2 separate regions of the Capra hircus genome follow, and region 2 is linked to region 1. Evidence: chromatin contacts called from public Hi-C data. All regions are on one chromosome and are shown on one strand. The core of a region is the stretch at or near the end of the contact, and the rest is flanking DNA. Distances in the headings are between cores, read along the strand shown.

Region 1 (4,375 bases), core at 1,284-3,783:
CCCCCCCAACCTAGCACAAAACGGGGTTCACAAGCCATGGTCGGGGTCCAGGGGGCAGAAATGGATTTTCTTGGCAATAAGCGGACTCTGGGACTCCGGCGCCCCCTACCCCCAAACTGAAGCGCTTCCGTGATCACCCCTGTCCTCTGCAGGGGGAGGGGAGCAGGCGGGATCCTGGGTCCCTCATAAGCACTTTGGTTTTACCGCCTGCAACCTCACTGTGCCCGCCCCGCATCATGCCCCAGCCCAGGTCTAGCCGGGCCCACGGGCAGCACTTAGGGGCATCTCTGGCATTTGGGTGGGACCAAGTAGATGCCCCTATAGACCCATTCCCTCACCTTCTTCCTTCCCAGTCCGGATTCCATTCTTTTCACCAGCACCCATCGCCCAAGGGGTACCAAGGGGGGCAAGGGGTGTCCAGTCCATGCCCACCCCCGCCTCGCCTTCCGCAAAACTGTGAGCAAAAAGCAATAGAAGCCTCGCCCCCGCCCCGCCCCTTTCCGCAGGATTTGCAGTCTGTAGCCTCCCCCATCCCAGCTCCTAGACCTCACGGCTGTCCCCTCCCCCTAGACACCTCCACTGCACAATTCGGGCGGGGTCGTGACCTTCCCTCCCTCCACCCCCTGTGCTTTCCGTATCGTCAGCCCTCCCAGCATCGACCCGGGAGAGGAACGGGCCCCACTGGCCTTCCCCTCCACATCAACTCTTTCTGCTTGACGATGTAGCAACCCCGGCCCCCCACCCACGTCTTCCCCTTTTCCCAGTCCCTGACAATAAAATCTGGATTCGTTGCCCTCCGTCCCCCAGACTCAGACTCTCAATCTTTGCCCGCTGTTTTGGGGAGCAGTTCCATCAGAAGGGGTGTGTGTGTGTATGATGTGGGGTGGGGGGCGGGGAACGGCACACAGGATAGAGAGACAGGAGGAGGAGGGGGACGGGAAAACCCGGCTGGGAGGAGGCAAGATTCGAGGCTTGCGCAAAGCGAGCAATACTCCCCATCCCACTCAGCCCCACTCCGGCCTAGCTCAAGTGTCAACTTGGCCCTGGGGAATCATTTCGAGTCCAGGTCTCGGATTGCAGCCACGGCTCTTCAGAATTTGTCGCAACTCCACCAGGCGGCGACAACGACATGGAAAAGAAAACCGCGGGGCTAAGACGCTCCAGTGCAGTGTCGGCGTCTCGAGGTCCTAGGGAGACAGGTGTCAGATCCGGTCTCAGACAAAGGATCCAGACTTTTGTGCCTCTAGTGGGAAACCCACGCCAGCGACACTCAAAGCACGGGTAGATGGGAGGAGGGACCTGGGAATCGGAGCTCTAGGCTCTACTCGGCTCCATATAAATAGTGACCTTGCGGTTAGTCCTCAACTTCCCCATCTGCAAAATGAGCAAGTTTGGGTCTCTTAAAAGTTCGTTTGATTTCATGGATCAACGACTATAAGAGCTGGGACCGTGCTGTTTACAATGATACTAGAATGCCTCCTCATCTGGTTCCCTACTTGGTCTGTAGGACAGGAAGGCGCACTTCACTAGCTGCCTCTCACATGATGCTGGGGGGAGGGGGCTGGGGGGGAGGGGTCTCTCCATCTTCAGAATTCGGGTCAACCACACACTCCCAAGAGCAGCCAGTGATTCTGTGACCCCCTACTCCCTCTAGCCCGGCAGGGCAGCAAAAAGGTCAACAAAAAAGGACAGACCGGAATCCAGCCTCTACGTGGGCTCATCCTGAGTCGCATCTTCTTTGCTCACTTCCACCTCTACGCACTTTCCAGTCTTGCGGAAGAAAGGGGGAAGGAAAGTGGGATGAGGACTCTGAAAGAGGAAGATGAGGGAAATCGGGCCTCCCGAGTTAGTTACCAAGTTGGGGGTGAGAGTTTGCTACAGGTTCAGAAATAGAACCCAACGAGGAGTTTGAGGGTTTTGTGTGTGTGCGTGTATTTGTTTTGTTTTCAGGTTGATCTAGCTCAAAAAAGAGCCTAGAGATCTAGAAATCTGACGGGCAGAAGTGGCCAGATAGGAAAATGGGCGGAGAAAAGTAGGGCTGGATCACATGTGGAGAAAGCTTGGGAGGGCTGGAAGAAATTTAGGTTAGAGGAGCAAGGATATTAGCATATCCCGCAGGTACCTCAAATCTGGTATAAAACTGAATTCATTATTTACCCCCTTCCTAAACCTGTGATACTTCCCACATTCCCTATCTCATTGATTAAGAGAACCACTCCCACCTGGAAAAGTGGGCGTCCTCCTAGTCTTCCCTCCTAAACCTTTTTCCTATGAATCATTAAATGAATCCTATCTGCCTCTCAGTAACCTATGGATCCTGACATTGTTCTCAATTCCCACATCCACTGCCCTAACCAGGACTGGCTACATCATTTGTGGTGTCCAGTGCAGTAAGTAGTAAGGAAATTTCAACAGAGAAGCCCATATTTCACTAGTTAAAGCCAAATGAGTAGGACCGGAGGCAAGGGAGGAAGTGGTGAGGTTGGGTAACTGGGGAGTTTCTTGTTCTTTCAGGCCGGTATAATAGAAGCAGAGCACCTCTTGTTTGAAGCCTGACTGCCCACCAGAAAGGACTGTGCTTTGAGTGAGTTAAACTTCTTCTGCTGAAGAGAGATTTGAAGGCTGGGAGACTCAGGTGAGTACTCTTGTGGTGGATATACTTTTATATTCTCTGTCTCATCTCCCAGGTGGTAAAAACAAACAAACAATAAAAAAAACTGAGGCCTGTTATGTGTGTGTGGCAGAAGGGACTACAGACAGATAGGACTATTCTGAATACAGAGGAGAGGGGACTCCTGGGTGGTCTTAAAGGACAGGGGAGAGTATCTGGAGGGATACTGAAAAGGCCTGGAGATGGGAGTAGACAGAAACTTCATAGATAAAATAGATAAACATTTGGGAAAATCTTTGAGAATGGGAAAGAGGAGGTTGGGGATCTTGGGATGAAAAAGCTTGGGAATGGCTCAGGAGCTCCTGCAACAATTCAGGTGCCTAGAAGCCGAGAGTTATTCGAGAGATCTGAATTCAAGGTCAGGTTGTGACTTCCTCGTCTCCCCATCCCTTTCAGCTTCCATCATGTGGAACGCTTCTGACGTCAACTTCTCCTGCTACCATGAGTCTGTGCTGGGCTATCGTTACGTGGCAGTTAGCTGGGGAATTGTGGTGGCTGTGACGGGCACCATGGGCAACGTGCTCACCCTGCTGGCCTTGGCCATCCAGCCCAAGCTCCGTACCCGCTTCAACCTGCTCATCGCCAACCTCACAGTGGCTGATCTGCTCTATTGCACCCTTCTCCAGCCCTTCTCAGTGGACACCTACCTCAACCTGCACTGGCGCACTGGTGCCACCTTCTGCCGCATCTTTGGGTTCCTCCTTTTTGCATTCAACTCTGTCTCCATCCTCACCCTCTGCCTCATCGCCCTGGGACGCTATCTCCTCATTGCCCACCCTAAGCTCTTTCCCCAAGTTTTCAGTGCCAAGGGCATAGTGCTGGCATTGGCGAGCACCTGGGTGGTGGCTGTGGCCAGCTTCGCTCCCCTCTGGCCAATCTATATCTTGGTGCCCGTAGTCTGCACCTGCAGCTTTGATCGCATCCGAGGCCAGCCCTACACCACCGTCCTCCTGGGCATCTATTTTGTGGTTGGGCTCAGCAGTGTCGGCATCTTCTATTGCCTCATCCACCGGCAGGTGAAGCGAGCAGCACAAGCACTGGATCAGTACAAGCTGCGCCAGGCAAGCACCCGCTCCAGCCATGTGGCTGGGGCACAGGAGGCCGCTCCTGGTTGCTTCCAGGAGCTGGACAGTGGGCTGGCATCAGGAGGGCCTAGCGAGGGGATTTCATCTGAGCCAGTCAGTGCTGCCACCACCCAGACCCTGGAAGGAGACTCATCAGAAGTCAGGGACCAGAACAACAGTAAGGCAGCTAAGCAGATGGCAGAGAAAAACCCTCCAGGAGTGGCTGCCAAGGCCAGGATGACTAAAGGAGCCCAGAGAGCTCAGGACTCTCCATCAGAGTTTGGGAAGGTGACCCGGATGTGTTTTGCTGTGTTCCTCTGCTTCACCCTGAGCTACATCCCTTTCTTGCTACTCAACATCCTGGATGCCAAGGTCCAGGCTCCCCGAGTTCTCCACATGCTGGCTGCCAACCTCACCTGGCTTAATGGCTGCATCAACCCTGTGCTGTACGCAGCCATGAACCGCCAGTTCCGCCAAGCCTATGGCTCCCTCCTGAAACGAGGGCCCCGGAGTTTCCGTAGGTTCCATTAAAACTGTGTCCCCAGTCACCAGAATCTGGGATTGTCTCTTCCAGAACTAAGGTGGCCAGCTGTTATAGAAATAGGTGAAAGTGAGACCTGTGGGAATTTTCATGGACAAC
Region 2 (4,375 bases), core at 1,218-3,717, 110 kb after region 1:
GTTTTTCAAAAATTGAGGTGTTACCTGGCTTGCCCCTAAGAGCATATGCTCAGAATTGGGGCCCCCACCCGCCCAGTTAGTCACAGTGGATTTGTATTGAGCTGTCCAGTTCCTGTCACATTAGTGTACATCAGCATTTACTTCATTCACTGGACATTTTTTGGCCCTGGGGATACGAAGTTCAAAAAGATGCAGTCCCTGACCTCAGAGAAGCTTCATACTGGTGCATAGTGTAATAAATGTTACAGATGGGCACATATTTTATATTTGGGGGCAGAGACCACTGGTTGGTGTAGCTTGTGGTTCTAGAGTAGTAGGGTGATGGTTAGGTTCGTGTGGAGAAAAGATCAGTGACCTTGGATGAACCAAGGTAACTGGCCATAGATGAACTGCAAGGGCTTTTTAGCCCAGAAAGTAATGAGAACAGGTTTAGTTAGAAATGCTACTCCTGAGAGAGAACGACAGGTTACATGGGGGTTGAGAACCCCTGGCTTTGGTCCCTAGGTTCTTTCCCGGAGTATTTAATAGTGTAGTTAATCCTTGCTTGTGGAAAGCATCAGCTGTGATGCACAGCCAGTTTTGTGTTGTTACTTCATCGTAGATTCTGTAAAATGTATTCCTTGCAGATCGAGAGTTGCTCACACCCTTTCAGTTTCTCACGCTTTTTGAAGGAATTAACATGAGGCTGACTTGGAGCCTAAAACAGGGACATACTTTCCAATGTGCTGAAAAGAAGGCTTGGGCCCATCTGGTGACACTCTGTTCCGGACAGCGTAGTTTTATTTCATGCCGCAAAATGGTGATTTCTAAGCAGATATTGTGTCAATTATGCGGAAACCTCCCAGAAACACATGTGACCTGGAGTTTTGGACTTAATCCGTCTGGGGAGGTCCAGGGTGAGGCCGATCCATGCTAAGAGAGCCGTGCTAAGAAACAGTCTGACCTTAAGAAATGTCCTAATTCTGACCATGTGACCACAGGGAAAATGATACTTTTCTCTCCCTGCATAATTGAGAGTTGGATAATTGAAAGTTGACTTAAAGGTGAAAGTTCTTTGGATAGCTTCATAAAAATTCTAGTTTCTTTTCGCTTGTGCTGAGTTTCTTGAATTTTAAACTACCTCATCTTGTCTCTTTAGAGTTTCTTCAGCTTGTCGTTTGCCGCTTTAACATCGTGCTTTACTCTGACTGTTTTCTCAGATGGAGTATTTCCTCTGTTGAGAGCATGTTTTCTAGCCTTTCGTTCTGATCCTCATTTCACCCAGCATCTCATGTTGCTCCTCTGTCAGAGAAATGTTTTAAGATAGTTTAAAATCTTGGTTCATTGGAATAAAGTGATCCTCCTATTTGTCTCTGAGGTCAGTAGGAGAAGGAGTTAAAACAAGGTGGTGGGAGGGGACAGACCCTGCACTGGAGGCAGCCAACAAGGGAAGAGCCATTAATTAAGACAATTTCAAAGTCAACTGATTGTGATCATTAATGTCACAATAGATCAAAACCTAATTATCACAGCCTAGGTAAGAGCCATCAGTATTAATCAGAAAATCTAATAGGAAACTATTATCAAGAAATTAGGCCAAATTGAACGCAATGAACTTTTTATCTTGTCATTCTCTCCTCTCCTTTTTCTCTCTTTCTTTTTCAATTTGGTGATGTCCCCTGGCATTGGTAAGTGTGACCCTCACAGCTGACCCAGGCCCCAGTGGCCAGCTTGTCATGCTTTTTGAGGAATTCTAATGCAGACTGACCCTGAACTGTCACTGCTGCTTTAATCAGTCTTGAATTTGCGCATCACCTGGACTTACCAGTGTGATCAGCAGTCAATGAGAAAAGGTTATATTTAGGTCTTACAGTGGTTGGTCCTTCCTGGAACTAGAGTGTCCCTGGTGAACGTGATGCTGTGTGTGTTAACTCACTGTTTGAGCTTCTGATGGGCGTAGGATCCTGTTGCTCTGGCTACTGCAAGTGGGTATGGAGGAAAAGGGGCGCTTCCTGCCTGGAGATTCTTCAAAAAGACCTTGGAAGAGGTCAAGTGTCATCATATCATGGCACTTTTAAAGGTTCAAGTCAGTGTTTTGCAGTTTCCGGTAGCTTACGATTTGATCTAAACCAGGACTGGCTGTGGCTTTAGTTTAGTTTATCCCCTAGTTTTAGGGTAACAGTCATAGTGGTTTCCATCAGAATCCAGTATAAATCCAAAGGGGTTGGGGATATGTTTTTCTTTTGCCTTTTGTTAAAGATTTAGGCCTCTGGCAGGAGGAAGGAATATTACAAAAGTCTCTGACTAGTTAATAGAGATCCCTTCATACCACTTCATACCCCCTCCCTAAATGGAAAAATGAGTGTCACCATCTCTCTCCTTCGTCTTGAACTGATGTGAAGATACCACAACTCCTGAGGTTGAGCTGAGGCAGAAACGGTGGACAGCTGCCACCCCTGGGGGTCATGGGGGAAGGACGAGTGGCAGCAGCGGGTTGGTGGCAGGGTTCCCAGGGGCGCCTGTAGAGAAGGTTGCCACTGCTGTTGCTGGCTTTTCCCCGCCAGCATGGAGCTCAGAGCACTCCCCACCGCCACTGAGGAAGTGGTTCTTAGCTTTCTGCTTGAGTGTGGTCTTGCTTCATTCTGAATTTCAGGATTTGGGTTACTCAGTATAGAACTTTGAGAAATCGGTGTGACTTGGTCCTTCACATCTTAATGGTAAACTGAGTATTTCTTTATAAAAGAATTCATGCCCTTAATGTTTAAAATGTAACTTTATTTTCAAAACACCCATTAACGCGTGAGTTTCAGAAGTAGTTTGTTTCTTCTCCAAGACTCCTTGGGTTACGCTGGATGAATAATAGGCCATCAGTTAATACTTGTGGGTTGATTGGGTTCATCTGGTTGCAGAGTGAGTTCTACCTACCGACTTCTGCTCTCAGTGCTCCAGGGTGTGGAACAATAATTGAGTGGATGCTGACTGTGTGTGCCAAGCTCCTCCACTGACTCATAATGGCTGACCTTGGGCAAGTCACTCCTTTCAATGCCTCAGTTCCCCATCTGTCAAATGGGGGTAATAATACTGACCTACCTCACAGGGGTGTTGTGAGGCATTGTAAATCATAGTTGACAGAATCCTTTAGGGTCCTCGATGGAGGATGCCTTGAGCCGAAGTCTAGGTTTTTGTCCTCACTGAGTTGTCCCAAGGTTGGACCTACTTAGTGACCTCGGCAAGTTCTCTGGCCCCCACCCCTCATCAAAGCTGCTAGTTCAGATGTTGACAGTGTTTTCATGAATGTTGGAGTCTTAATAGTCCAGACTTACTTAGGATGTTACGGGAGAACGGCACTCAGTATTTTCTGTCTTGCATCCACAAAAAGAGGCTGTTTTGAGACTGAGAGCATTGGATTAAGGAGTCAAGGGTGCTACTGCTTGTTTCCCTGCAGGTTGGGAGTTAAGGTTTGGAACGTACTGGAGCTGTCTCAGGAGCAAAGTACACACCATGGGCGTGTTTTATGTTTCTCACTCCCTGAACTGATCCCAGGACAGCTGGGTCACTTCACTTCTAGGTATCTGTCCTTGAGCCTCTGCCTCCCCATAGGAACCAGCTGGTTGAATAAACATAACTGCTTCCTCCATCCCCCACCAAAAAAACAGCCACGGTGGAAAATTTTTTTTTTCTAGGGACATGATTAACACTCAGAATTGGGCCTTGATACTCCTGAGAGCTTCATCCAGTTCACCCTTTTCAGCATCTGTCCTCTCTTTCTCAGTGTCCACAGTCTGAACCTGACTTTGACCTTTTTTCCCTCTGGTTTGGGAAAACTTTCGGACACTAGTTGCCCAGGTGTGGGCTCGAGAGCCTTACTCTCCATCTCAGTTTAGGGGCTCAGCCGGCTCCTCTTCTTCCCAATAGGGCTCTTTCTCTCTCTGTCCTTGGCCCTAGATGTGTAACCCACGAAAAAGCACAAGGTCCTGGCCCCTTGCTGCAGTCACATTCCAGTTCTTGGTCTTTTGTGGACTCCTGTTCTCAGCACCGGCAGCACCAGGCGGTTCTGGGGAGGCATGGAGGGTGGAGAGAGCATGTCTGCCATCCTGCCAAGTAGTCAGGAGCTGGTTTGCCTACAGCCCACAGGCCTCCCCACCCCTTCCCACAGGGTGGGCTCTGAGAGACTCCAGGAGCTGGGTTTCTTTCAGCACTCAGTACCATCGTGAGCAGCAAAACAAATCACACTTTGTAGCCAGATTTCTGAATGGAAAAATGGGAAATTGAATTCTCTACGGACCTTTTTGATTTGTGGGGGAGTTTTGGTTGTGTTTCTTGGTTATATTTCAGCCAAACATGTCTGCTTTTGATTTTTTTTTTTTTTAGGATAAGTGATATATATATATGTTCT

The links. Hi-C and Micro-C count contacts between places; a contact is called where the count stands out from the background.
Region 2: a contact with region 1 is called in a Hi-C map of blood, with 2.4 times the contacts expected there. The contact joins the enhancer-like site here to the promoter of GPR84 in region 1. A contact is called at or near these places in 2 of 5 Hi-C or Micro-C datasets (both in blood).

Annotation. Positions count from the first base shown.
Region 1 is chr5:25,447,742-25,452,116 of ARS1.2, forward strand. It overlaps GPR84 (G-protein coupled receptor 84), which reads left to right and starts at 2,534. Exons shown (of 2, transcript XM_005679846.2): 1 at 2,534-2,635; 2 at 3,068-4,375. The coding sequence starts at 3,076. The coding sequence ends at 4,266. ZNF385A (zinc finger protein 385A) reads left to right here. Exons shown (of 8, transcript XM_018047646.1): 8 at 1-808.
Region 2 is chr5:25,555,219-25,559,593 of ARS1.2, forward strand. It overlaps CBX5 (chromobox protein homolog 5), which reads left to right. Exons shown (of 5, transcript XM_005679853.3): 5 at 1-4,375. Among named protein-coding and RNA genes, the nearest start is that of CBX5, 32 kb to the left of the region's middle. Within about 2 kb of position 2,468, at least 1 of the 5 cell types and tissues checked has an H3K27ac peak or open chromatin away from gene starts, as enhancers often do.